Regions from separate parts of the Mus musculus genome. Here all the other regions are linked to region 5. The links are chromatin contacts, called in public HiCAR-type and promoter capture Hi-C maps. All regions are on one chromosome and are shown on one strand. Each heading gives the region's core, a stretch centred on a gene start, on an enhancer-like site or on the middle of the called end of the contact. The rest is flanking DNA. Distances are from core to core; before and after follow the strand shown. Region 1 holds the start of Fbp2 (fructose bisphosphatase 2). Region 2 holds the start of 6720489N17Rik (RIKEN cDNA 6720489N17 gene). Region 3 has its middle 20 kb from the start of Aopep. Region 4 has its middle 10 kb from the start of Gm40981. Region 5 holds the start of Zfp367 (zinc finger protein 367).

The links. Promoter capture Hi-C pulls out the DNA fragments that hold promoters and counts their contacts. HiCAR-type assays count read pairs that join an accessible place to other places.
Region 1: a contact with region 5 is called in a promoter capture Hi-C map of second pharyngeal arch cranial neural crest. The contact joins the promoter of Fbp2 here to the promoter of Zfp367 in region 5. A contact is called at or near these places in 3 of 39 promoter capture datasets (cranial neural crest, pre-B cells and second pharyngeal arch cranial neural crest), 1 of 115 datasets of contacts at active chromatin or transcription factors (astrocytes) and 1 of 9 other capture datasets (adipose tissue).
Region 2: a contact with region 5 is called in a HiCAR-type map of astrocytes, with 3 times the contacts expected there. The contact joins the promoter of 6720489N17Rik here to the promoter of Zfp367 in region 5. A contact is called at or near these places in 1 of 39 promoter capture datasets (pre-B cells), 1 of 115 datasets of contacts at active chromatin or transcription factors (astrocytes) and 1 of 9 other capture datasets (adipose tissue).
Region 3: a contact with region 5 is called in a promoter capture Hi-C map of cranial neural crest. The contact joins the enhancer-like site here to the promoter of Zfp367 in region 5. A contact is called at or near these places in 4 of 39 promoter capture datasets (cranial neural crest, hippocampal neurons, liver and 1 more).
Region 4: a HiCAR-type map of kidney shows a contact between it and region 5, with 5 times the contacts expected there. The contact joins the enhancer-like site here to the promoter of Zfp367 in region 5. A contact is called at or near these places in 5 of 39 promoter capture datasets (cranial neural crest, hippocampal neurons, liver and 2 more) and 2 of 115 datasets of contacts at active chromatin or transcription factors (astrocytes and kidney).

Annotation. Positions count from the first base shown.
Region 1 is chr13:62,854,893-62,860,077 of GRCm38.p6, reverse strand. Fbp2 (fructose bisphosphatase 2) reads left to right here and starts at 1,678. Exons shown (of 7, transcript NM_007994.4): 1 at 1,678-1,950; 2 at 5,012-5,174. The coding sequence starts at 1,781.
Region 2 is chr13:62,622,515-62,628,110 of GRCm38.p6, reverse strand. It overlaps 6720489N17Rik (RIKEN cDNA 6720489N17 gene), which reads left to right and starts at 3,929. Exons shown (of 3, transcript NM_173381.1): 1 at 3,929-4,073. The coding sequence starts at 4,071.
Region 3 is chr13:62,942,659-62,947,767 of GRCm38.p6, reverse strand. No RefSeq gene overlaps it. Among named protein-coding and RNA genes, the nearest start is that of Aopep, 20 kb to the left of the region's middle. Within about 2 kb of position 3,282, at least 25 of the 459 cell types and tissues checked have an H3K27ac peak or open chromatin away from gene starts, as enhancers often do.
Region 4 is chr13:62,904,934-62,910,471 of GRCm38.p6, reverse strand. No RefSeq gene overlaps it. Among named protein-coding and RNA genes, the nearest start is that of Gm40981, 10 kb to the left of the region's middle. Within about 2 kb of position 2,736, at least 43 of the 459 cell types and tissues checked have an H3K27ac peak or open chromatin away from gene starts, as enhancers often do. A contact at or near this core is called in hippocampal neurons and kidney, where this site is marked.
Region 5 is chr13:64,149,935-64,155,398 of GRCm38.p6, reverse strand. Zfp367 (zinc finger protein 367) reads left to right here and starts at 2,200. Exons shown (of 5, transcript NM_175494.5): 1 at 2,200-2,799. The coding sequence starts at 2,410.

The DNA of each region.
Region 1 (5,185 bases), core at 429-2,928, 1.3 Mb after region 5:
TTATTTGATAGAGAGTCTTGACATATTGCCCAGACTTGGAATTCTCCTGACTCAGCTCTCCAAGTAGGTGGAGATATTGAAATTATTTATATGTATGCTTATAGTTCTAGGTACACTGAAGAGCTGGAAGGATATAGGTTTCTAAGACACCGAGTTGGATACCAGGCACACCGACTGATTTTGAATACTTAGAGCCACTCCACCAGTTGTTGTCTGAATTTATGAGGAAAGCACAGTCTTACATGTTGAGCATTACTCTCAAATTAATCCACATATTGGGTAGCCAGCTTGGGACCCAGAGCCAGGTCTGTCTGCCATCAGAGAAAGTTAGGATATCACAGTAACAGAGAGCATGGCCAACTCTAAGCAGTTAATTCTAGGTCACCTTTAAAAAGTATTTCTTTAAGCGTTTTTGTTGGGAGCTATTAAGATAACACTATTGTCCTGATCTCTGAATTGGGCCTCTTCCCCCGAGAAGAAAAGAGGGTCAAAAGCGGGCCACCGGCACACCGCTCCGAGAACAACCACAGATTGTTCCAGCCCTAAGTCAGCGCGGATGTCCTGACCTCAAGATACCCTGATACCGCCAAGTTCCTGCTTCCACGTGTAACTGCCTAAGAATGTGCAATTCTATTGCCCCTCCCCCACTGATAAGTACTTCTCCTTTTGCTTGTATTGCCCCATCCCTCCCGCTGATAAGTATCTGTACTTCCCCTTTTCCTTGTGCAATTCTATTGCCCCATCCTTCCTGCTGAAAGGCACTTCCCCTTTTGCTTGTGCATTTAAACCTCAGGCCTGACTAATACATTTGGGGGCTTTGATGCATTCTAGAAGGTCTCCGTGTCGTTATTCGCACAAGGCCCTCGTCCCTCTCTACCCCCCATTTGGTTCTTAGGAGGAGGTCCCCTCGAGACCCTCGAATAACTGGACCTGCTGGACGGGTCACCTTTTTATGAGACCATTTCGTGTGTCTGTCTCCTACACATGCTCCACTTACATGCTTGGTATCCTGGAGGTCAGAGAGGGCACTGGAGCTTCCCAGAACTAGAGTAAAAGTTGGTATTTGGACCCAAAGCCAGGTCCTCTGCAAGAGCAGCCAGTGCGGTCCTGATGTATGTTTTCAAATCAAGGGTTTTTAAAATAAAAATAAAAATCCAGAGAAACTGGCAAATCAACCCTGAGACTAGACACTCTGCTAGGAATGTAATATTATCTTCCTCATCCCTCCAGTTACACATGCTTAATAGAAGCAAGCCTGAAAGAACTCTTGCTCCAGTCACCCTGGGATTGCCATTAGTTTGTTATGTGACCTATGCCCCAGATAAAGAATCTGCCAATATGCCATCTGAGAGTCTCAACCGTGCAGAATGACACACAGTGGCGGCTAGCTGCAGAAAGCCCTCTTGCTTCCCATAGGAGGAATTTGTGAGTCATTTTATTAGCTAGTCTTCTTTCACCTGTGGCTGATCCTGGCTTCTTAGGATCAAACAAAACAAAACTGGGTGTAGAGATTGAGGCCAGCCCTTCCCTGTAGCGCAGTACTATTTACAGCCTGCTTCTTGCACTGTGGCAGCTGCCACCGTCAGGGAGGGAGGCCAGGGAAGTTTCCTTGAGGGCTTGTCCGGCTATCTGAGTCACGTGGGGTGGGGTTCATTTCCCTCGGACTTTGGCACAGTCAAGTGCAGGTGTGTCTTCAACGAGTAGGCTGTGAGGCTGCTGCCTTGAGAGAGCAAGGATTTCTACAAGGAGCAAAGGGAGGCTTTGGGATCTCATTTGCACAATGACGGACAGAAGCCCCTTTGAGACAGACATGCTGACCCTGACCCGTTACGTTATGGAAAAGGGGCGACAGGCCAAAGGGACCGGAGAACTCACCCAGCTGCTCAACTCGATGCTGACTGCCATCAAAGCCATCTCTTCCGCAGTGCGCAAGGCCGGCCTGGCCAACCTGTAAGTCCTGGAGAGCATGCGCAGGCAACCCAAGCCAGGGTGTGGAAGCCACAGACCGGTGCTTGTGCTAGAAACGGGGTCCAAAGCTAATTTGCTCTTTGTGCCGTAAGGACACTGCATTTAAATTCTTTAAGCCTGCTTTGATAAAGCAGCCTTTGGCATGTTTTGCAAGGAAAGGGAAAAACTGCTTAGCAACAAACTGCAGAGAAAAGTGTGACTACCGGTTACTTGGGATTATAATGGTAACACTATAGCTTGTTGCCTCAAAACCTATATTGAATTCTCATTACTTATATTTGCAAAGTCTTAATGGGACTTTAAAATGTGTTTTGATGCCTTTTTTTTTTTTTTTTTTTTTTACCCCGTACAGGTGTGTTCAGTTGTCATGACCTCTGTCAGTATTGTGGGGTAGAAATCACCAGAACACAGGTTAAGGGGGCTTGACTGTCATGAAAAGAACCTGGCTCAGTTTTCTCCATCTTCACGTGGTGTTCAGGAATCTGGACAGGCTGGGCTGGGGCAGGCACAGCAGAGCACCTTTGCTTGGTTCTCTTTTGCAAAACAGGGCCACGTTCATGCTGGAGTTGCTCTTGGCCACAGCCAGGAGTACGGTTTTAAGGCATGATGAAAAGAAATCACTTCCTTTGGACTTCCATTTTGATTCCAGTGAAGGGCCCCTCTGAAGTCGAAGGAAGGGACATACATGTGTGTGTGTGTGGGGGGGGGGGACCCTCGAAGAAGAGCCAACAAAGTCCACCTATTTAAAATGTTTATTCTCGATCGTGTGGTGCCTTTATTCCCAAACTGTGACAGCATTAATTTCATAATTGCAATCATAAAACCACCACAGAGCTTACTATGTACGTGTTTAGGAACAGATAACAGGACCCAAATTAAAGATGATTGATTGGCTCTTTCCCCGGCCCGTGCTGTCCCTTAACTGTGTGATTACTTCATTCGGCAAGAACGGCCAAGCGCTCTCTGCCTTTAAGAACATGCTTCCAGAATGGGCGTTGCCTGCATGTGTGAAGATCATCCCCGAGTAACATTAGATAGCGTCTTTGCTACTCCTGTGTTCCCGCTCTGCTATAATTAGGGCGGTTTCCTGTGGCCACTCAGGACTTTTGCCCACACTTTTAACCCCTCCTCCGTGCAGGCCTCTCGGCTCCACAGCAACTCTCTTGGCAGCGTTCCTTGTGTATCTGCCACAGTCTGCTTCTCAGTGGTTCAGCATCCGACCAAGGGCCATGAAGGTCTAGATAGTTAAGTGCTTTATTTAACTTGGTTTTTCTTACCTTGTAGCTGTGGAATATGGTTTATTCTCGCTAAGACCTCCATGTTTGTAAATCTGGGAGCTACTAATAGTTTTAACACAAAGGGCTGTTACAAGGGTTAGTAAGTCATTAGGGCTATGGTTCTGACAGTGATAAATACTCAAGACATGCCCCACTATTAGCTACCATGGTTCTGAGACCATTCGAGGAAAAACTTACAGACTGGCCTATGTGGTGATTGACCACTTGGTGGCAGGCTCAGCCCTGGAAGTGGTGTCAGACAGAGTCCTAGGTCCCTGGACTGCTCTTCATAGTGGGGAAACCCTAACCTCCTCACACAGAGAGCAGCCACGGGGGTGGGGAGGAGACAGGGGCTGCAGGTACCCTGGCCTTGTCCAGTGCAGCTGTGTCCAGCCTTTAGGCATCGTGACAGGACCTCGTGGTTTACAGATGTGTTGGGCAGCATTCACGCACATGGCCAGTAGGTGGCAGGCTGTACACATTTGCTCAGCTCTTCATGCCCCAGCAACAGCTGCTTACATAGGAGACTGTGATCCTGAGGCAGAGCAAACCAATTTAATTGTTCTATTTGTTTGCTTACACGCTGCCGTTTTGAACCAAGGGGTAACAGCCTTTGAGGTCATGACGTTTGACGTGAGGTTGTTTCCCAAGGCTCATCATACCATACATCAAATTCTGGATGGGAGTAAAGTGGGAGGGGACGCCGTCAGTTAGAGAAAGGGGAGGGGTGCTTTTATGGACGTCAGCGTCCATACGCGGCTCTCAACTAGAGACACCTGTTCGCATCACCTGAGGATTTCTTCAACAAATAAATGGAATTAAAGGGAAGGGAAGAGGGCAAATGGCTTTTTTTTTTTTTTTTTTTTTTTTTTTTTTGCCACCCCTTCTCCATAGTTCAGCAGGACCTGGCTCTGAGTGTGGGTTAGTTAGCTTCCCCATTGCTGTGATAAACACCAGGACTAAAAGCAACTTGGAGGAGGAAAGCAGTCCATCACTGGGGCGCGCGGGAGGGGGGAGGCGTGGGGGGTGGGGGGACGGTCAGAGCAGGGACTCAAGGCAGGGACCCAGAGGCAGGAACTGAAGCAGAAGGCACGGAGAACGCTGTTTACTGGCTTACCCAGCACCACCCACCCAGGGGTGACACCATCCACAGTTGGGTGGGCCTCTCACATCAGTCAGTAACAAAGAAAACGGATGTTTCCACAGGCCAATCTCCTGAAGCCATTCCTCGATTGAGGTTCCCTCTTCCTAGGTGACTCGAATTTGCTTCAGATTGACAGAATTAAAGCAGCCCAGAGTGAGACGAGCCCGAGGTTATCGGGGACACCCTGAAGGCTTGAGGTGTGAGGAGGAGATTGTGTATTATGGCTCTAAAACACAAGCCTCTGTAGAGATGTTTGAAGTTGAAGCTTGATGTTCCAGTGTCGAAAAGCTATGACCATCCACTCTTTGGTACCCTTAGTTATCCTTAGGGGCTCTCCCGTTCCCTCTAGCTGCCAGTGCCACGCAGGAGTCTGCATTTTAGTGAGACTGGATCTGGTCAACTTCCTTGGAAGACCAAGGAGACGTGACAATGCCCCCAAGGTGCAAAGGAAGTAACCTTGAGTATCACTGCTTTGGGTCATAGCACGCTCCCTATGTATTTATAATTTGGAGATGGAAGAGGCACGGGGGAGAAGGGTACCTGTACTGTTGGTTTGGGCTCCTCACATTCTTTGCTGGGATTAAGACCCCTTCGGTGACTTAATCTACCCTTGTCTTCTTAGGTATGGGATTTCGGGGAGCGTGAATGTGACAGGAGATGAGGTGAAGAAACTGGACGTGCTGTCCAACTCCCTGGTCATCAACATGCTTCAGTCCTCCTACAGCACCTGTGTGCTCGTCTCCGAAGAGAATAAAGAGGCGGTGATCACAGCCCAGGAGAGGAGGGTGAGTCTAGC
Region 2 (5,596 bases), core at 2,680-5,179, 1.5 Mb after region 5:
GTGTGCCTCTGAAAGCCAAAGCCTCAAAACAAGAGAATGCTAAAAAATGGAAAGTGCCTGCCCAGTTTAAGGCAAGTTACTTGGGAGGGGTCTTGAGGTCTTTGCTGAGTGACTTGGGGCAAAGTCAGCTTGGATGGCATTGAGATGCTCTTCTGTAAAGGTGAGAAGTTTCAGCTCCCTACAGACTTGACCTGGGTCCTCCCACCACTACCTCCCCCTAGAGCTGACCTGCTGCAGCCTGCCATGGATGTAGTAAGGGAGATACAGCCTGGTTTTGTAGCAATAAGACATTTGAGCTTTCTCCTGGTGGGCACTCTCTTTGGACTCTGTCTCTATCTCTTGACTTAGAATAGCATTGTGGAAGCCGAGTGGTAAGAAATAGCAGGACACAGATAAGGCAGGATTTGAAGAAAGAGCAAAGGAGTCCTCCTGGGTTTCGGTGAGCTCAAGAGAAATGTAGACTATCTGTGTAAACCGGCATAGACAAAGAGATTTCTGAGCATCTAGCAGTTTAGTTGTACATTCAAGCTTGTAAATAGGTATTTTGCATACAGTTAAGGAAATGAAGTTAGTTCACTAGGCTAGCATGTTTTTACCAAATCTCCCACCTCATTTGACATTATTGGGAATATATATTAGAAAAATGTAAAAAGGTAAAGGTTACATGAAGTGTTGTATTATGTTCTAATTTAAATGCATAAACATTTATTTTACAAGGAAAATATAATAAACACAGATATAGTCATGATCATTGGATGTTGTTCCAGGTAATGCAGGTTGCATTCCAAAAAAACCTCAAGGCTGTAATTCAATTGCTGTAACTGAAATTCAGAGGGATATACTGCCCTCTTCTGACCACTGTAGGTAGTGCACACAGACAGGACCCAGCAAAACACATACATAAAATAAAAATAACGTATAAAATATGGAATCTTCTACAGAGATGTCACAGCCTTGAGACACACAGCATTCAGGATGCACTTCTTTCTGGTCCTACAGAGAAGCACCTGTGCCTTTCCTCTGAACCAAGTTGCTGAGTAAAAAAGCAGCCTTATTCTGAGGTTAGACTAGCTCAGCAAACCTGCTCATGTAAGAACGGTAACCACAGTGCTGTTAGATGATGTTTCCTTGATATTTTCTGTATTTGTATTCTCTGTCCATTGTATATTGGAGAGTTGTGGCATTGATACATCTTTTAAACTTACTTTTTAGATCATACATTATGGACTAGAAGATGGATTTACTCTGTAAATCTCCATCTGCCTAAGTGACTATTGTTCAAACTATAGCTGTGGCCCAAACCTAAGAGAGACTTAGGTATAACAGCATATTGGGAACTAAAAATTCTGTTCTAGGCTGGCTCTTCTTTGGGCATCAGTCAAAGATGAATGAGTGATCTTTTCCTATGAAAGGATGCTAATTCTAACTGTTATACCTCCAGCCTTTCAGAAAATTATTTCTGAGACAAGGTTTCCTATGGTGAGTCATGTAGCTCTCATTCCACTCTATTATGTCTCAGGGCAGTAACATTGCAATCCTATTGTTTAAATCAACTAAATTCTTAAGTTAACATCTGTACCACCACTGTGTTTTAAAATTATGCATTTGAGTCATGTAATCAACTGTTTACTGAGTCCATAGGAAAAGCATTTGCATGAGGGGCATAGCTTCTGCATCCTGACCAGAATAGGAAGAACTTTATTGTGTACACTAATGGGGGAAACAGGGTGGGTAATCAGCTGCTGGAGTTGCCATAATGAAAGTGCCTGATGCTGGCATGGAGGTAATTTTATAATTTTGTAGCATGTCTTAATTCATGTTGGGTAAATGAAAGCAGACTAGATCGGTAGGTGTATGATTTGTGATGTCAGTTAAGCCAGTGAATATTCAAATTGCAGTTAGGTTACTATTGTCCTATGAGATATGTGCAATCCTCATTGACATAATTAAGTCAGCTCAGAAATTTAAAACACAGGCCTTCATTGGCTGTAGTTGTGTGTGTGTCAAGTTACAGGTCTCAGCAGGCAACAATCCACATAGAAGCAAGGTCAAACAGTATTTGAAAGATGTTATTCCTTCTACCAGGAAATGGACTATTCTTTTACAAAGTCAGAATGGCTATGTGTTCTTTCAATAATATTTATGTTTTTAAAAAGTCAATTATTGGTTCCCTTTAAATGCAGCACTGCTTTGAAATCTTACTTGTATCCATTCTGTGATGTTTCCCAGGCATAAGAATTTTTTTCAATTTCTTTTACAAGTGCTGCTTAGGACAAGGTCTCCTGAAGCCCAGGCTGGGTCATGCTATGTAATTGATAATTGCCTTGAACATCTAATCCTGTCTCTAAAGCCACATGATGGGAAGATAGTCCTGCATCTCTTCTAGGCTAGGCTTTGAAGGTGAACGTTTTCCTGGTATGGCTGTACTTGACATTAGCAATGAGTATTGAGGTCACCAATTTTCCATCTTGATAATCACCTTGATTGGCCATTACTGTGGTCTGCAGACCAGGCAATTAATAATCTGGATAAAGGGGCTGGGGAGAAAGCTCAGTGGGTAAGAACACTGACTGCTCTTCCCAAGGTCCTGAGTTCAAATCCCAGCAACCACATGGTGGCTCACAACTTTTAATAATGAGATCTGGAGTGTCTGAAGTCAGCTGCAGTGTAATTATGTATAATAATAATAAATAAATCTTTGGGCCAGAGCAAGCAGGGACTAAGTTAGTGTGGCTGACCATAGTGAAGCAGAGGTCTGAAAAATTCAATTCTCCACAGCCACATGAAGGCTCACAACCATCTGTACAGCTACATTGTACTCATATACATAAAACAATAAATATATAAATCTAAAAAGATAGAATCTGGATAAAAACTGAACTTCCTGTCAACTGTTGTTGCCACCAATGCAATTATTTCAAATGACTGTAGTTACAGGAGTTCAGTTACCTAAAACCAAACAGATGGGCACTGTGAGGGGTTTTTATTATTTTCACCATTTAACATGGGAAAACCCTTCTTTACTCTGGAGGTTTTGGTTAACAAGAAATTCTGCTGTGAGCCTACATATATAAAGGATATTGAAGATGGTAGTTCTTTCTCTTTTCTTCCCACATACTGGCTTGCAAGGTCTTTTTATTTTTCTGACATTAAGGCTCCATCTTTGGAATTCTGTTACGTGCTGAACACCAGCTGAGACATACAGGAACTACTGTTTTCTTCAACTCTTCATTGGTACAGTCATTGATTTACTAGTGGGGCCACATTCTGTGAGCCATTCTTATCTATCCAATTTCTGCATACTTTGAGAGATCCATGCTCCGAGTTTTGTTCATCTGGAAAACCTTTACTAATACAGATATGTTTTTTCACCTTCCCACGTAGGAAACCGTGCTGGCTAACAACAGTGCTCCATAGTGATTGGCATCCATCCCCTGCTTTTCCCCCAGGGTTGTCTGGAGTCTCATATGTAGCAATTGCATATTAGCTGCGGTTTTCCTGATGTCAGTGTAAAATGAGAGGAGCAAACATCATATTTTATGTCCTAAAAATCTCTCTTTAATTGTAATTATCCTTGCAACCTATAGTTTATTCGGCTCCAAGTTGAATACTGTACTATGCAAGGTGTGGCTTTTGATTCCTTGGTGGAGGATGGGACAGAGTGAGGAGGAGGAAAACCGGCGGCGGCCTTGGAGGAGCAGGAAGAAGAAATTCCTGCTGAGTTCTGGATGACAGAAAGATAGACTATTGGAGGACGGGACTGAAAGAAAGTCTTGCAGATCTGAAAAGGGTCAGCTCCTGGATAAGAAACCCGAGCTGGGAAGCCCTATGCTGTGTGCCTTCAGCGCACTCTAACCGTAAGGGAGGTGCTCATGTCAATCAAGACTCACGAACCAATCAGGGCCTCCGAATAGGCCCGCCAATAGGAGTAGAGGCGTGTTCTTTAGTGTGCCTTGTTCCCCTACTCTGCATTCTCTCCGTTGCGAGCAGGCTGAAAGATTGATCTGTTGTGTTTTGATGTCTGCTGACAGGGGCCTTAGGGAATTGCCAGCGATCTACAACGTGGCGACATGGTGAGCGTGTGACCACTGCCCTTAACCGGAAGGAGCAGGAGGCTAAGTAGCTGGAGTGGGGGTGATGGGATACAGGGGACCAGCCCTGACCATTCTTGGTTCCTCTTCAGGCAGTGGAGGGGGAAGAGTGTCTGAGGTGACAAGACTTGGTTTTCAGGGATGTTTAGGGTTGCTGTTTAGTATTAAGACATTTGCCTATCTTAAGTCTCAGTCGCTTGGCAGCTGAAGCTGACCTGCCCGAGTTCCTCTGAGGCAAGGCTCTCTGGTATTTAGAGCCTCCTCTTAAAAGGCAGGGGATTAAGTGAGTAGCTTTTGTTCTATCTCCACAGAAACTGGGCTGCTCTAACTTCCAGCATGCTAGTTGAAGTCACAGGAAGAAATGTGGGACACTTTTAAACATGTCTTTAATCTTTATTTCCAAGTTCTTCTAAAAAGTTTCCTATGAAAGTTCTCTAAGGAAAGGGAGTGGGTGATTAAGTAAAGGAGTCATTGCTAGAGCCTTTCCCTCTTGTCCAGATGCCTCTTGCTTGCTAAGCTTGGGGGAAGTTTGGAGCAATAAACTTCTCTTAAACCAGGAGAAGAGAGCCACCCTCACAGTAGGAAAGACTTTTACACAAGCAAATATGGATAAACTCACATAAATTCATAATACAAATTCATACCCTTTTGGTCCAATGTATGTTGAATTTCCAACTAGAGGGGACTCCTTTGCAGATATGTCCAATCCACTTGCACATAGGGGTGAGATCAAACTGTATCTTCTCTTTTTGGTGTTTCTTATTTTTTATCTTTTTGGATTTTTTTGAGACAGGGTTCCTCTGTATAGCCCTGGCTATCCTGGAACTCACTTTGCAGACCAGGCTGGCCTCGAACTCAGAAACCCGCCTGCCTCTTCCTCCCAAGTGCGGGATTAAAGGCATGCGCCACCACTTCCTGGCTTAACTTTATCTTCTTATGTCTTTATCTCTGCCAGGGAATGGCCTGCAATTTTTCAAAATCACTCTCCTTTACCAATAACCAGACCAACACCAAATGGCTTCTCAGCTCTCTCTTCTATAGAAGATTCTGATGCTAGGAATATTTGCTCAAAGGCACATACATCCTGCTCTCTATTATACTTTTAATAAGTATGATACATTGTAGTGTGATTAGTGAGTCAAAGTCAGCTTCGTGTCTGTATCAGACCCTATCTCAAACACAGGAAATAATGAAAATTATATTTGTGATAGGCTTGCTGACTCCAGTTTTTCTTTCTTTTACAAATTAATATCAAGGTTAAAATTAGATTCCATGTTAAAAGTCACCTTCTTTTTTTGTTCGTTTGTTTGTTTTGTGACTTGTTCTTTATTTATAGTTTTGTGATTTCCACATTAGAAATGGATTCCAGCATTCCTGGTATGTTCTGTTAACTGTGTGATAGTGAACTAAGTTACTAACTGAAAAAGATTCCGATTTTCTGAGCACATGCTATGTACCTAGGCCTTGAGCGTGACTATAAAAGCACTCCCCTGCTTTTTATTAAA
Region 3 (5,109 bases), core at 2,033-4,532, 1.2 Mb after region 5:
AGTGTATGAGGGTTCCCCTTTCTCCACACTCTCCCCAGTCAGCATTTGCCATCAACTGTTTCTTGCTCTCAGCAATTCTGCCTTGGGGAAGACGAAATCTCAACATAGCTTTAATATGAATTTCTAGAGTTGCTAAGGATGTTATGTTGAACACCTCGAAAGATATTTTTAGTCATTTTTAGAACTCTTCTCTCAGGGCCATAACCCATCTTTTGATTAGGTTGGTTGTTGGGGTTTGAATGAAAAATGTTCCCTGTAGATTCATGTATTTGACCTGGCAGGTAGTGCTTTTTGGTGAGGTCATGGAATGTCCAAGCTAATGCAGGACAATTACTAATTCAGAGTCAATATGGATAGTATAATGAGATAGTATTTCTAAGCTCCCTTCCCACCAAATTAAGTAGAATATAATTGTCCTTAGTCTTAAGAGGGGGTTAACTCTAATACCTTCCTGAGGACACTAAAGCCTATAGAGTTCCGTCTCATATACAAAGTGGGGTGCATTTTGTGCATAACCTCTGCACACACCTTACAATTTAAACCATCTCCAGATGACTTATAATACTTGACATGGCTCAAGTTCTATATAAATACTAGTTGTACTGCTCAGAGAACAGCAGCAAATTAATATGACTGTCCATTTCAGCATGCATGCAATTTTTTTTCTAAAATTTTCAGTTCATAGCTGATTGATCCATGAATGCAGAACTCAGAGATATGGAGGTCTGCTCTCAACTATATTATATTTGGAAGGATAATCAAAGACCGGATAATTCTCATCTAACTGATAAACAGTGGGAGCTGAAGGAAGAGCTGGAAGAGAGCCAAATAGACACCAACACTTTTCTTACCAGAGTTGGTAAATAGTCCAAAGTTTGGGCGAGCAGTGATTCAGTGGTTAAGGGTACTTGCTGTTCTAGCAGTAGCCTGGGTTTGGTTCCCATCACCCGTGCTCGCAACCACTTATAACTCTAAGTCCAGGGGATGTGGAGCTCTCTTAGAGTCTCAGTGGACACCCATATGTGTGTGATATACATAAACTCATGGAGCCCCACACAAATACACATACACCTATTTTTTAAAAAACTCTAAAGTTAAATCAAAGAATTGAGAAATAAACTTGGAAATATGATACAAACCACCAGAAGAAGTAAGTACCCAAATCTTATTTTTACTGATTGGGGTGATTTGAATATGCTTGGCCCAGGGAGTGGCACTATTAGGATGTGTGGCCTTGATGGAGTAAGTATGGCTTTGTTGGAGGAAGTGTGTCACTGTGGGGGTGGGCAATGAGACCCTCCTCCTAACCACATGGGAGTCAGTCTTCTGACTGCCTTCGGGTCAGGATGCAGAACTCGTGGCTTTTTCTCCACAAGCGTGCCTGTCTGGGTGCTGCCATGCTTCAAGCCATATGGATAATGGATTCAACCTCAGAACCAGTAACCAGCCCCTGTTAAATGTTGTCTTTATAAGAGTTGCCTGAGTTATAGTGTCTGTTCACAATAGCAAAACTCTAAGTAAGACGCTGTTTAGAACGGAGTGGGGGGAGTGGTCAGCTGAAGACACTGATTCCAGCAGGAGCTGCAGAACCTTGCTTGCTGTTGTGTGCACAGGGACTGTAATGAAAAAGAGACATAAAACTTGGCATCATGGTGTTCCATAATCCCAGTTCTCAGGAGGTGAAGATGAGAGGACTATGAGTTTGAGTCCAGCCTAGAAATAGAGTAAAATAATAAATAATAAATAAATAATAAATAATAAACAAATGAGTTATTAAAGTACTTCTTTAAAAAGCATGAGGACCCGAGTTCAATCCTCAGCACCTATGTAAAAATCTGTGGAGGCAGAGAAAGGCGGGCCCTAGGGCTTAAGGGGCAACCTAGGGAGTATAAGGGCTTGAGGGCCAGCATAATTGACAATGTCCAGGTCCCAGTGTGATAGCCTGTCTCAGGAAACAAAGGAGATGGCACCTAGGAATGATACCCAAGGTTGGCCTCTTGCCTCCACCCACACATTCACACACACTTGTTCTCCTGTAAGGACACACCTGCACATCAACACTCAGCTGCACACCCCCTCACGCACACTCCAACGTAAAGATGGTGCTACTGAAATACAAAGATATGTTCAGACTCTTTAGGAAAAGCAATCCACGTTCTCAACATGAATGGTTCTGTGAGCTTTCAGAAAGTCAAGTTAGAATTGTTCATACTCATTTTGTGTTTCAAATACTTTAGAAACTACTCCGGAAAAACTCAAACTACCAAAACAAATACTTTAGAAGGGGGAGGTATGGGAAAGGAAGAGGAAAATCAGGTCCAAGCCCACATCCTTAATCCCGGCCTTTCAGAGACCCCCTCCCTGTCCTCCTGGCTTCCTGTGGTTCCCAGCCTTGACCCCTCTTACCTAAAGCTCATTTATCTCACTATAAACGACTCACCATTTTTCACTTCATGTCACTTTGCATCTGTATCGGGTCTTTTCAGACACTGTAATGTTATCTCGGTATAATGCACGCCAGTTGCTGCATTTCAGAATGGGATGCCATTTACTTGGGTAATGAGGGAGGGTGCTGCTTTCACTGAAAGCCGGAGGCTTTGGTCTTAGTATCAATAACACTCCTCCATCTCAGAGGAGAGCACTTAGCATAGCACACTCACAGAGCAGTTGCTGCCCGTGCACAGATAAACTCAAGCTGGGAGTGGGTGACCTGCTTTGCTTTCTTTCTGTTTCTGGTATGAACTTGTATTTTCCTTTCCAGACAAGAGGCATTAGGGTTCAGCCTGTTACCGTGAACTGCAAGCTTTCGGAGTATACAGAGGACCCTTGTAGGGTTAGAGAGTCACATTAAGCGCAGATGTACTTTATAACGGACTGACTCCAGCCCCGTTTGCCTTTTGGGGAACTTGGTATATTCCCTCCATCAAGCCTTTCTCATTGGCGGATTTCTTCCAGTCCATCCGGTTTCACACAATCCCAGAACTACATTCATTTGCTAGGGCACTGGTACACGGGCAGAGGGTCAAGTGGTCGGGCGCGTGGACCAAGTTGAGCCTCCTGTGTTGGAAGCCCGGTGGGGAACACCTGGTATCGTACCCCCTCTCATCCAGAAAGGGATCAACATAGACTAAGCCCTCACAGTTGCATCTGCGGTGTTGAACTGTAAATGACAAGGACAGTTTGTGACTCCTCCGAAGGAAGCCAAGCATCTGGAAGGCTGCTTGGACCTGCTCCTCATTTATGCCAGATAGTTTTGTAGTTAACACTGGGTTCCGGTCTGCAGCAACTGGAGCCGCACAGGGGGGGAAATACGTACTTCTATAGAGAATGACGTATGTAGCTGCTTTCTCCCCCTTTAAGTCATGTCAAAATCTGCTTTTGTGGCAACTGAAAGCTAATAGTTAAACACACACACACACACACAAAGACAGTCCACCTCCAAACTGTTCGAGTTTTCCTCATGAATTCTGAACACCTGCTGCCTTCTCCTGGCTGGTCAGTGTAAAATGAGCTTGGGACGTGCAAATAGGACTTCTGTAAAAACACTAGCATCTCCAGGAGAAAAATTCCTTTGTTGTCAAGTTCAAGAACTCTTTCTGTTTGAGAAAATGACCCTGGGTTTTATAGACAAGATGACTGATGATTCTGAAACAGAAAAGCTGGAACCTGTGCACCGTTAACAGGAAGCTGAGAAAGTGGCTGACTGGATAGTTTGCTCTTCTTTGGTCAGAGGAAAGTGCCCTAACTTTCACATAAACCTACCTTTGTAATTATTTTGGAGTTTTATTTCCACTAGTGGATATTTGTTCCTTGACCACCCAAGAGTTCTTCTCTGCTGGCAGCACTTTAAAATCCTCTCAGGAAATCTCTTTCATTCTGCAAGTTGATGTTGGGAGCTGGGGGGCAGAATTTGTCCTACCTCCTGCTCCAGAGGTAGGCTATGGTGGCCAATAAAAATCTGGATTTCCAGTCAACCTAACCAATAACCCAATGTTAGCCCTGGAGACACAAAGGGCATTTGTCAGGAAAGCATGCTTCTGCCTTCTTCCACAAGTGCAAAACCCGAGCCAAACAAAACAATATCACAAGTCATTCTTCCTCCGAAGGGGACACGTTGGGCCTGGAGTTGCTGCAGACAGGAAGGAGGAACTATGTGGTAACTGAGGATGCAGTTAAGACAGACAGCAACCAAGACCTTGGACTTCCAGCTTTCTGCATCCTTGTTTGGGCCTGCCAGATCAAGCTTTCTTTGAGGCCAGCACCTATGCAGACATTTCCATTATGTAAGCCAAGAGACTCGCTTGACTGTTTAAGCCAGGGCGAGTTGGCTTCCCTGTTGCTGATGACAAAATAGCCTTGGATAATACAAGCCCCTTGCTTCGAGCCTTTCATATCCCCCACTGTCTATAAAAACAAGTTAATGGATGTTTGTAGACTTGGTTGTAGTGCTAAGTGTCGTGGTATGTAAGTATGCCCAGTTTCACTAAGATGTATATATTAAATTTGTACAGCTTTCTTTCTGTGTCAATGATATCTCAATAAATGTTTTTTTTAATAATTAAAAAAAAAAGTTTAAAACCTTTAGCTTAGCATCCAAGACAATACAAGACTGGTACAACGCCAATCTATTCTAGCCAAACTAATCTCATTTTACTTCACAGAATCTTGTTCTTTTCTGGGTATTATCCCTCCTTCAAGGTTACTGTCCTTAAACATCACACACACACAGAGAGAGAGAGAGAGAGAGAGAGAGAGAGAGAGAGAGACTGTTTAAATATATTACATACATGTATAAAATGTTGTAATTGACCTTATTATGTATACTCGATTTTTTTAATTAATTATTCTTCTCTCATACAATACATCCCAACTCCAGCTTCCCCTCCCTCCACCCCTCCCAGTCCCCTCCCCACTTCTCCTCTCCCCCAGATCCACCCCATCCATCTCCCTCCCCCATCCCCACCCCCAGGAAAGAGCATGCCTCCCAGGGATGTCACTGAATAGAGCACGAGATACAATAAGATCTGGAACAAACCTTCACAGTAAGGCTGGGCAAGGCAACCCAGTAGGAGGAAAGGGGTCCCAAAAGCAGGCAAAAGAGTCAGAGAC
Region 4 (5,538 bases), core at 1,487-3,986, 1.2 Mb after region 5:
GGTCAGAGGACAAGATGGGTATTAGTTCCACATTGTTTAACAGGGTCTGTCTTGTTCATACTGCGTGTACTAGGTTAGCTGACCAGAGGAGCTCTGGGTACTCTCCTGTCTTCACTTCCTGTCTCCCTGGAGGATTGCTAGGATTATGGATGCATATGCTACTTTCTCTGAATTTCGCATACAGCATCTTTCTCTCTTCCTGCAAACTGTTGGGTCAAAAAAGTAAGCTTGGTGCAGCCCCTCTTTGGTGGAGGTTTAGAAGGCATGGAAAGATGTGGATTTTGTTTTTCCTAGAGCAGATCTATGATAAGAGATGGGGTTCTGAGTGCACAGCCAAGCAACCCTGATTTGCATGGAGCAGTTCTGGGTCAGTGTCTTGATTTCTCCGTTTCCCCCATGCTTAAAATAGCAACAGCACCTCTATTTTCTGCTTCCAGCCCCCCCACCAGCTCTAAGTGTGAGGCATAAATTTACAACGAATGATGAGCTCAGAAGCTGCTCTGTGAAGAGCCACCCGCCTCACTGGGATGCATATTATCTGAAGCGCAGATGTTCTGCACAGTGTGCTCTTCTTGGAAATATATATTGCACCATCCCTTGAGCTTCCTGGAACTGTAGAATGTACAAACATCAACATTGTCACACTGGGTTTCAGAGACGATCCCAGTCTCTCATTCATCTGGGAATGGAGGTATTTGCTGAAAGAGCAACCCCCCCAACTCAATTGGAAAGGAAAATTTTAATTTTTCTTCTTGATATTTGTATGCAATGTCTCTCTTCCCTTTCTTCCTCCTCTTCCTTATCTTTTGCGACAGGATCTCATGTATTCTAGGCTGGCCTTGAACTGGCTATGCAGCCAAGGATGTCTTTGAACTGATTTCCTGGCTCTACCTTCTGAGTGTTGAGATTACTGTGTGTGTGCTAGAGATGGGGACTGAAGCCAGGGCTTTGTGAGTATCAGGCAAGCACTCTAGCAGCCGAGCTACAGACATCCCCAGCCTGGTTACTGATCCGGTTTTGACTTCACCATAGCTTACCAGGGAATCTCTCACAAAGCACAGAGGATGCATAGTGTGAGTCAGACTGACGTTCACATCAGCATTTAAAATGAACAACATTTAGAGAAAAATTGTGTTACAAAATTCTTGTGTACTTAACAATCATGAGAGTTAATAGCACCAGCTACTGTTTCCTAGGGGAGGGTGTTCTGAGCTACTGTAACTATTCTAAACACATTAGCTCCCATAAGCCATTGCATCAAGCCTTTGCAGAATGTAGACTTCTGTCTTGCAAATGATGAAACTGAGGTCTGGTGGATGAGCATCTTGCCCTTGATCACACTGCTCGTAAGTGACAAAGTCTACATTTGAACAGAGATATTTCTAGCTCTCCAGCTTATGGATAATTTTCTTTTGTTTCCCCACACAGACCCTTCAGAGTCCCACGCAGCTCCAAGATGTAAGTTCTAGGCTAACAGAAAGATGCTAAAGGGACAGCTTTGAAAAGTGATCTCATTGCTTTCCATGAAGTATTGCTCCAGGGCAAGGAGTAGTGGAAGCATGCTTTCTTAGTACGTGCAAGGTCCTGGGTGCAATTCCCAGTACTGGAAACAAACACACACAAAAGCCACAAAAAGTTCTAAGACACCAGTATGGTGGTTCTTGTGCAAAGGTGATTTGGTAAAAATGAGGCAGGGCACTCTCCTTACGGCTTCTTCCTCTTGGCCATGGGACAGTTCTAGATGTCCTCATTTTGGTATAATATGGGAGGAAGTTCTTCCTGTTGAATCCTAGTTCTACCTCCCCCCCCCCCAACAATACCCCCCCAGGGGTGCATTAGGGATCATGAGGAAAATCTCTCTTGAGTGTTTGCCTCCCCGTAGCTTATTTCTCTTTCTGGGTTAAGGCAGCAAAGCAGAGCCTCCTTGTGTGGGCTCAGAGGTCTCCTGTGTGCTTACCCTGTGGCGTAAAGGGTGTGGGGAGGGGCAGACTACCTGGACGTTGGAGTCTAGACCTTGGTAACTGAGGCCTGAACAACCTGGGGCTGTATTTAATCTGCAATGTTGCCCAAATGCTCAAGCGGAGTATTAACGTCACAGAGGGGTCAAGGGCCCCAGGTCAGTTAAGGGTTGCATCAGCTGCTCTTTTCAAGGACTGCTGACAGCAGCAGCTGTTTTCCCAAGTGCAGACGAGAGTCCCCAAAGGGAATGCGCATGAGTCTCCACATGCTTCATTTGCTCATGAACCTTTGCTCCTAAGCAAACAGTGCATTTCACAGGCAGAAGCACGCACACTCCGTCTGGCTTGGCTCCTCTCAATTGACCTTTCTCCTGTAACTTCCAAGCTTGTTTTTAATAAATGTTTAACTTCTTGATTAATTTCAGTAATTTCTGAGGGTAAATTTTCACAGCGCAGATAATGTGTTCTGAATGCCTGCTGAGCTGTAGGCTATGTCAAAACTGTAAACACTTCAGATTGCTCTACCTTCCCAGTACCCTCCCTTACTATGCGGGAATGAAACTCAGTCTTTCTTTTTTTTCTGCCATCTGCGTAATTGCCAGCATTTAAAGATGCTTGCTTCTCTCTTTCGTTGCCTTTGGGCAAAGAATCACTTGCCCAACCTACACTAAATTACTATTTTTCTGGTTTGTTACCCCTCATTTCCCGAAGACTGGCATATAATGAATGCTCGCATTTTGATGTTTTTCTCCGGGACTGCCGTTTTTCTCTGGCAGTTCACCTGCTTTCGATTTTCTTCCTCCCCATCTGCTTATCCCACGGAAGAACTTCCCGCCCACATCTTTATTCCGTTTGCTTTTTAAAAATGCACCATAGCTCTTGGGAAGGAGGAAATATTATCTGCTGCCACAGAATCAGAACCGTCTCCTTTGTCATTTTGCCCGAGCAACTTGGGTCCCATTTTCTGTTCTCTCTTCTTGGGTATTGGACTTGGTGGCGCCATGTAATCCTGTAATGGAGCTACACTTAAAAGCCAGATGAATTCCTCAGAGAACCATTTCTCTCAAGCAGTCCCATTACCAGTGTTTATCAATGTGTGATTGACACGAAGATGCTACTGGGAGGTGATCTTGAGCGCCAGAGGACATCAGGGTGAGGTGCTTCCCAGCACGCTGACCTCCACTGTTTCCTTCCCCGCCTGCTGGACCACAATCTCCTTACTTCTCTTCAGTTATTTATGTCTGGCTCCTTCTTGCCAGTTTGTCTGCTGTTATAAGAGCAGATGTCATTATATGGCTTTGTGGTAGGGCTCTTGGTTATTAATGTATATCAGTTTGGAAGTAGATTGAAGCATGCTATGCATCCCACTGCGTGTCCTGTGTCCACGTTGTGCGTGCCGCCGCCGCTCATCGAGACTTCTCTGTTGAATCTTTAAAGATTATCTCAGCGTCTTCTTTCTTTAATTTTGAGACATGGCTGTCCTGGAACTTGCTTTGTAGACCAGGGTGGTCCCAAACTCACAGAAATCCTCCTTCCTCTGCCTCCCAAGTGCCGGGATTAAAGGTGTGCACCATCATATCATCACTCAGATGTATTTCTACTTAGAAATACACAGTGACTGCATCTCCATGTTTATAGATTTCTGTATGGTTGTGATATGATCTTTGATGCTTTTGTACATGTGTGAGGCCAGAGGACGGCCTCCAATGTTTTTCTCCATGCTCTGCCTACCTTTTGGGTCGAGGGGGAGCAGAGTCTCTCAATAGCCTGGTGCTCACCAGTTGGAATAGAGCAGCTGATCAGCGGACCCCAGGGATCGACTTGTCCCTGCTATCCTGCCCAGCATTTCTTAAAGGGTTCTGGGCTCTAACTCGTGCTTCCATGGTGAGCACATTACAGAATGAGCATCTCTCCATCAATGAGTCAAGATGGTTTCTTAATGTTTGGGTTGTAAGCCTAGTCTTCAAAAGCCGAGCCATTTCACCAGCCCCTCAACGTAATTTCTAAAAGGAGTGATTTCCCACTCTAGGACTTGACTCTGTCAGTTACTACCCTTGGTTTTCTACGGAATAACCAAAAATACGCTGTGCTCTCGCCACATTGGTGGGTATGATATGAACTGAACTGTAGACTTGAACAGGCAGACATGAGTTTAAAGAGCTCTCTCTCTCTCTCTCTCTCTCTCTCTCTCCCCCTCCCCCTCTCTGATGTTGTATAATCGCTTTATGTAAATTGGAATTATTTTCAAACCTCTCATCACAGTGTGGTGGGTGTTCTTGTCACACAGGAAGATGACGTTCTCAGGCCCACATTGGGGTATAATCCAGGTTTTTATCTCTCTTGTGAATGAGGGATGTCCTCCTTGAGGTTGGTAGTGAAACTAGTTCTTTACCAGCAGATCTTCATCAACCCTGTATTTAGAATACCAGGGTACAATTTTAAAATGGCAATTTCATATTACAAGATAACATTCGGATGGGGGAGCTATGAATGGGATGTGATCATGGCTGTCTCCTGTGAAGCTTGCAGTCTGACGTTTCACAAGAAATAAGAACACCTCTGTAGCGTCACAGGACTGCGATACATCAGAGATTATAACTTTGGGGCGCCACTGGATGCTTTTGCTTCTCCTTTATAATGCACTGACATCTTTTTGTAAATAGAATCTAATGCACACCCCTGATTGTGGCACACAGAGCTGTCTGCCAGGCTCTGCTGAGTGTTGGAAGTGTTGGCTTCACCGTGTTCTGCCCATAGCTGTTTCTATACCAGGGCAGCTTTAAGAATTGTGACAGGGACAGTATGGCACACAAACCTCTCTGGCCCTTTGCAGGCAAAGAAAGCCCAGCTCTGCTCTGTAGAATCTGGCTAAAGACTCCTCCATTCCTTTGCTCTTAGAGAAATGGGTACTCTCCTTGACTTCTTGATACTGGGATCTTCCAGCAGCCATTTCCGGAGGGCAAGGGTGTGTGTCCAAGGTTCTCATGTCAAGGAACATGGTCCCCTGGGGACCCTCCTGTTTTTTTTCTTCAGTTCTTCAGTGAAATTGCCCCTCTTCACTTCACAAAAGGGCAGCCTTTGGCACATTTGTCATGCTGTGCCCACCAGAGGGCTGTTCCCATCAAACTGGTCTCAGTCTCTTGGGATTTAGCTATTTCAGATTCCCACAATGAATCCAGGGACCACCTGGCACACTTACTGCTGTACCACTCGGCACTGCTGTACAGCTTAGCATGCTTGCCTGAGCTCACAACTGGCTTTGGCTGGGTCTGTGATCCAATTAATCGTGGCCAGGGTTGAGGAGATCAGCGTTATGGGGCCTCTCTTGGGAGGTTGGTTGACTGCAAGCTTCCTCTAGAAAGAAAAGCAAATGTGGCATTTCTAGAACACTAGAAAATAACGTTTGGTGTGTTCACATGTGCCCATGTGTGCATGCCTGTGGAGAACAGTCTCAGTTGTCTGCATGCCTTAATCACCCCCAACATTTTTTTTTTTTTAATTTGAGCAAGGGTTTCTCACTGAACTTGGAGCTCATCAGATTGGCTAGACTGGCTGACCATTGAGCTCCAGGAATTCTCCT
Region 5 (5,464 bases), core at 951-3,450:
ATGTTTTTCATTCTCTTGTGGCTGGAAGCAAGTGGAGTTGCCAGGTTACCCTTCATCAAGGGTAATTTTTAGAAACCTTGTCAGTGTTCTGCTTTCTGGGTGATTCATCTTGCACTTGAGCAGGTTAGTGTTGAATAGTAATTATTGGCCAGTGTTTAACCTGTGGGCCTCTTGCCCAGCCCTTCATTCAAGTGTTCCTGATAGCTATATCTTTTTTTTTTATTTTTTAAACTTTCACTATCAACTATGAAACAAAGTATTTTAGTGGATTTGAAACAATGTAGTAAGGTTTCTGTTGTCGTTTACAATATTATCCCATTGTGGGAAACAAAAGCTGAACTTTCCGTTTCCAGATTGACTATTAAAATCAGACTGTATTTCCCGTCCCGCCCCCCACCCCCCCATACAGTAGATACAAGCTGTGGTACCCAGCCAGCCTCCAGAAAAGAAATCCAATTTAAAATGTTAAATGTATATGAGTGTTTGGCTTCCTTGAATGTGTATCATGTGCATGCATTGTCAGAGGAAGCTACAAGAGGGAAGCAGATCACCTGGGACTGAAGTCACATACTGCCACCACTGGGAGCTTGGAACCCAAGTCTCCTGGAGGAGCAGCAAGTCCTCTTAACCATGGAGCCATTTCTCTGGCTGCTTTGTTCTTTTTTTTTTTTTTTTTTTTTAAAGATACTTTTACTTGTCCCACTTCAAAGATACAAATTACTCAATGTATCTTCTTGAAACATTTCACTTCAGTTCACAAGTTACTTTCTCTCCATAAAGTCAAATTTGACTTCGGTATCTTGCTAGGTATAGTTTATTTACCCAAAATAAAGATGTGGCTAAAAATAAGGTCACACTATTGGCTGCTTTGATTTGTTAATTTAGGCAGTTTTCTCTAAAACAACACTCTGGTGCCTAAATTAATTTAGGCATAGCTTTGTATTTGATGGAGTTTAGTTACCGGTTCTATCGCTTAACCACTGGATACTCATTCAGATATAAAAATCTTTATGGAGTCTCTACTAGGAACAGGCTGCCTGGGAAACGCAGCAAGCAAATGAGCTCCAGTTGCCAGTTCTATCCTTTAGCCTCTAAAGAGATTTTTAAAAAATCTTTGAACTGCTACCACCATCAGACTGCCTGGGAAACACTGCAAGCAAGTACGACCGGGAGCTGACTACTGTGCGAATGGTTGCTCATGCGTCCCACCGCGGTCCCGAGCCTGGCAGCAAGAACCAATAGTCCGGGAACCGTAGCAGGGCTGGTCACGGGACTCACATTAAGAACCCATGCCCTTAGGCAGGAGTGGTGACTCACGTCTTTAGTCCCAGTACTGGGTGTGTGTGTGTATGGAGGGGGGGGGGCGAATGGGATCTCTGACTTCGAGGCCCTCCTGGTCCCTACATAGGGAGTTACAGGGCAGCCAGGACTCTATAGAGACCCTGTCTCAAAACAAAAACAAGCCGGGCGGTGGTGGCTCATGCCTTTAATCCCAGCACTTGGGAGGCAAAGGCAGGTGGATTTCTGAGTTCGAGGCCAGCTTGGTCTACAAAGTGAGTTCCAGGGCAGCTAGGGCTATGCAGAGAAACCCTGTCTCGAAAAACAAAACAAAACCAACAACAACCCCCCAACGCCCAAAAAGAAGTGGTGCTTTGCTGGCGCCTTGAGCAGCCGTGGGTGGGGTGGGGTGGGACGGGCGCGGCCTCAGCCCTTTAAACTGGCTGCGCGCGGGAGGGGGCGGATTGGGTGGGGCGATGGGGAGGGCCCTCTCCACTGCAACTTCTCCAGACTCCTACCCTCTTTACACCCCCTCTTCTTCTGGTGGGGGAGGGACCCAGCATGCTCGCCCCGCCCACCACCACGCCCCTTTCCCGCAGCTCCTCCAATCAACAGCCTCTTTCCCCCTCCCCACCTTCGCAGGAGTCATCCGGCCAGGGTGGGGCTCCCGACGGGTGTGTCAGGACAAGACGCGCGCTCCTACAGACTTTCGAACGCAGTTGGCCCTCCAGACAAAAAAGTATGAGAGCGGCGGCCAATGACGTGGCAGTAAGGACCCGCGCTCGAATTGGTTCCGCCCCCTCCGGACGGAACACAGCCTGGACCCGGCTATTGGCTCTCGCGACCTGTCACTCGTCGCGGTGGCCAGCCGCAGGGTCCTCGCGGTGACTGGTTCCGCCCAGGCGCGAAATGTAACGCGGGAAAAGCCGAAGCGGGGACCGCGGCGGCAGGTTGTTATTCTCGGGGACTCGGCGCCTCGCGTCCCGTTTTCCTGTCAGCAACGCTGCTGCAGCCTGATCGCCCGGAGCCGCCTGCCATGAGCCGGCGGCTGTGAGGCGCCGAGACGTAGCAGCGCGGGCGAGCAAGGCAAGCTCGGGCCGCCGAGAGCGCGAGGGCTGCAGACGAGCCAGCATGATCCGCGGCGCCCCGGCACCCATGGCGGAGCCGCCGCCGGTCGTCTTCTGCCACGACTCCCCGAAGCGCGTACTGGTATCGGTCATCAGGACCACGCCGGCAACGCCTCCGTGCAGCAGCGTGGGGGAGCCCGAGCCGCCGCCGCCGCTCGTCCCCACTAGCCCCGGCTTCAGCGACTTCATGGTGTACCCGTGGCGCTGGGGTGAGAACGCGCATAACGTGACGCTCAGCCCGGGGGCGGCGGGCGGCGTCGTTTCAGCCGGACTGCCCGTGGCGGCTGAACTCCCGACGCTGCGGGGTGCGCCTCAGTCCTCCGCCTCCGTGGCCGCCGTGTCGGGCGGGGAGGACGAGGAGGAGGCGAGCAGCCCAGACAGCGGCCACCTCAAGGTGAGTGGCTCGGGCGGCCCCGGGCGCGGGGCGGCCTGGGGCCCGTTAACGGCGCCGCTCGCCAGCGGGGCGGGGCCGGAGAGGAAAAGCGGGGTGGCGGGGGCGGTGGCTGACAGGACGCTGACGTCACTGCCGCGCGCCAAAACCGGACCTTTGGGGGCAAGGTGGTCATGTGACGGGTGCGGCGCGAAGGCCGGTCTGAGGGCAGCAGGTGCAGCGGGGTGATGAGGGGGAGGCTCGCTGTGTCCAGATGCCTTGCACTGCTGTGCTTGTAACCTCGCGGCCTCGGCCTGCTTAGATGTGGGAAGGAAGGATGTGAGCATTTGGCTCCAGCCCACATTGGGGCGGGGGCCAAGTATCGCACTGTATCCCTGGCCTGCCTGGGACTCTCAGAGTTCTACTTTCCGAGTGCTGGAATTCAAGGCTAGCGACACCATGCCCTACTATACCCTTTACATCCGGAGCAGCTGAGGGTTAGGGAGTTTGTTAAAGCGTCTTCATGAAAATCGTATGTATAGCTAGCTAGTGGGAGTGTTGGCACACGGTGACTGTGCTCGGAAGGAACCGGGAGTGTGTTTATGGGGCTAGACTTAATACTGGACATTCATCAGAGCTCAGGAAGGTATCGGTAAATCTGTGTGTCGAATACATGGTATTGCAAGATAAATATGCAGTTTTCTGTTGTTGGTTGACTGCCAGAATAACTTGATTTGCTACAGGTGTAGCAAAGCAAATTACCCAGCGGATTAAGGGATGCCTAGTTTATCAATTGAAGCAAGTTTGGTAACATTGTGTATGGGCGGTAGCCAAAAAGGTGAAACTGTTTTGTGTGAGGAAGTAGGTACTTAGCTAGTGGTATTATTATAGAGCAGTAAAGTTGAAACTTGCACCACAGTGCATATTTGAAAGAACAGTAGAGATGTTGGTAGTAGAAACTGCGTTGGTGTAAGGAACAGCTATTGTTGCTGGCTTCAGGTCGCCCCTCCTGACATGTCATCTTAGGTACTTTAGGTATCTATAACTTTTGTATTAATTCAATATTTTAGTCCTTAGAAAATGCATTGTACAGTTAAGTGACATACAAAAATACCGTGGAAGTTTCTTGTATTTGACTTTTTAAAGTTGTAGTTAATTTATATTGTGTCTGCACTTGTGTATGACTGACACTGAAGTCAGTTTTATGAACCACTTTGAGGGTGCTGGGAATCTAGCTCAAGTTCTTTGGAAGAGCAACAAGTGCTTTTAACCATTGAGCTATCTCTCTGTCCCCTTTTCCCCTCAATTTGATTTTTGGATTATCAAAAAAAAAAAAAAAACTGTCGTAAATCAGTGGTTCTCAACCTTCCTAGTGCTGCATCCCTGTAATACAGCTCCAGTTGTGATGACCCCAACCATAAAATTATTTTCGTTGCTACTTCATAGTTATAAATTTGCTACAGTTATGAATCATAACGTCAATATCTGTTTTCCCCAATGACCTTAGGTGATCCCTGTGAAAGAGTTGTTCGACCCCCAAAGGGGTCTGGACCCCGTAGGTTGAGAACTGCTGTTGCTTGTATTTATTTGTTTTTCCAGACAGGGTTTCTCTGTGTAGCCTGGACTGTCCTGGAACTCACTCTGTAGACAAGGTGGCTTCAGTCTCAGAGATCCTCCTGCCTCCGGTCTCGAGCTGGTGAGAATTGTTGTAAAGAGATGAAATCATAGGTGTGTGCTTTTGGCTTGAATCAGACTTCTCTTTCCATAGATCTGTGTACATGTTCTCACGGTACTCACGGTACATAAGCTTGAGTTTTGTTTCTACATCTTTACCCCTTTCAGAGGGAAGTATACTAGAAGTAATGTGGAAATGAAAGGGCTGATATAGATGTATATTTTCCCCTTCTCACAGAACACTTAATTTTCAGAATTGATTTGATAACAGTCTAGTTCTTTTTTTAATTATTGGAGTGGTTCAAGGGCAGCTCCAGAAATTCATTTAGGATTCTCAACTTAAGAGAGAAAATTCGAATAGGCCTTTATTTGAGAAAGTGACCTTATTTATTTATGGTCAAGATGTTGTTGGTTTAAAGAGGGAGAGGGAGCCCAGCCCCCTTTATGCTGTTTTGGCGCTGAGGTTCTTACGGTGATGATCTACTTCTCCAGGCTTTGAGTGAGTGATGATGCTGGCTTGGCTGCTGAATCTGCTCACTTTCCAGGAAGATGGAGATGAGTGTGTAGTATGGCTAGTGTCAGCAGTGCTCCCATCACCCTTCATTCTGTCACTCTAAGGCACTAACAGCTGTGAGGGAGATCAGCGTTTGTTTCTGCTTGTTGCTATGACTCCCAGGGGAGGTGTTAACATCTGAGTTGTACACACCCTATGTCAGCTTTCACCCTACACTGAGTGGGTAAAGAGCACCTATCACCTGCCAGCATGTTTTGGACCCTCGTTTTAAGGTCACTTAGCACTATTTGTGTATATATAGCATTATCGTTTGTGGTTGAATTCTAGGAGAGACCAAGAACAACTACAGAGTCCTTGTCTTCCCAGGTACTATATTCCCCTGTCTGTACCCCTGTACTCCCTGTTCATATTGTATTCATGATATATGCTGTAGGGCACCGATCTTGCCCCTGTCTGACCTGTATCCACTTTTAATATCCAAACATCTAGATTGTGTGTTCA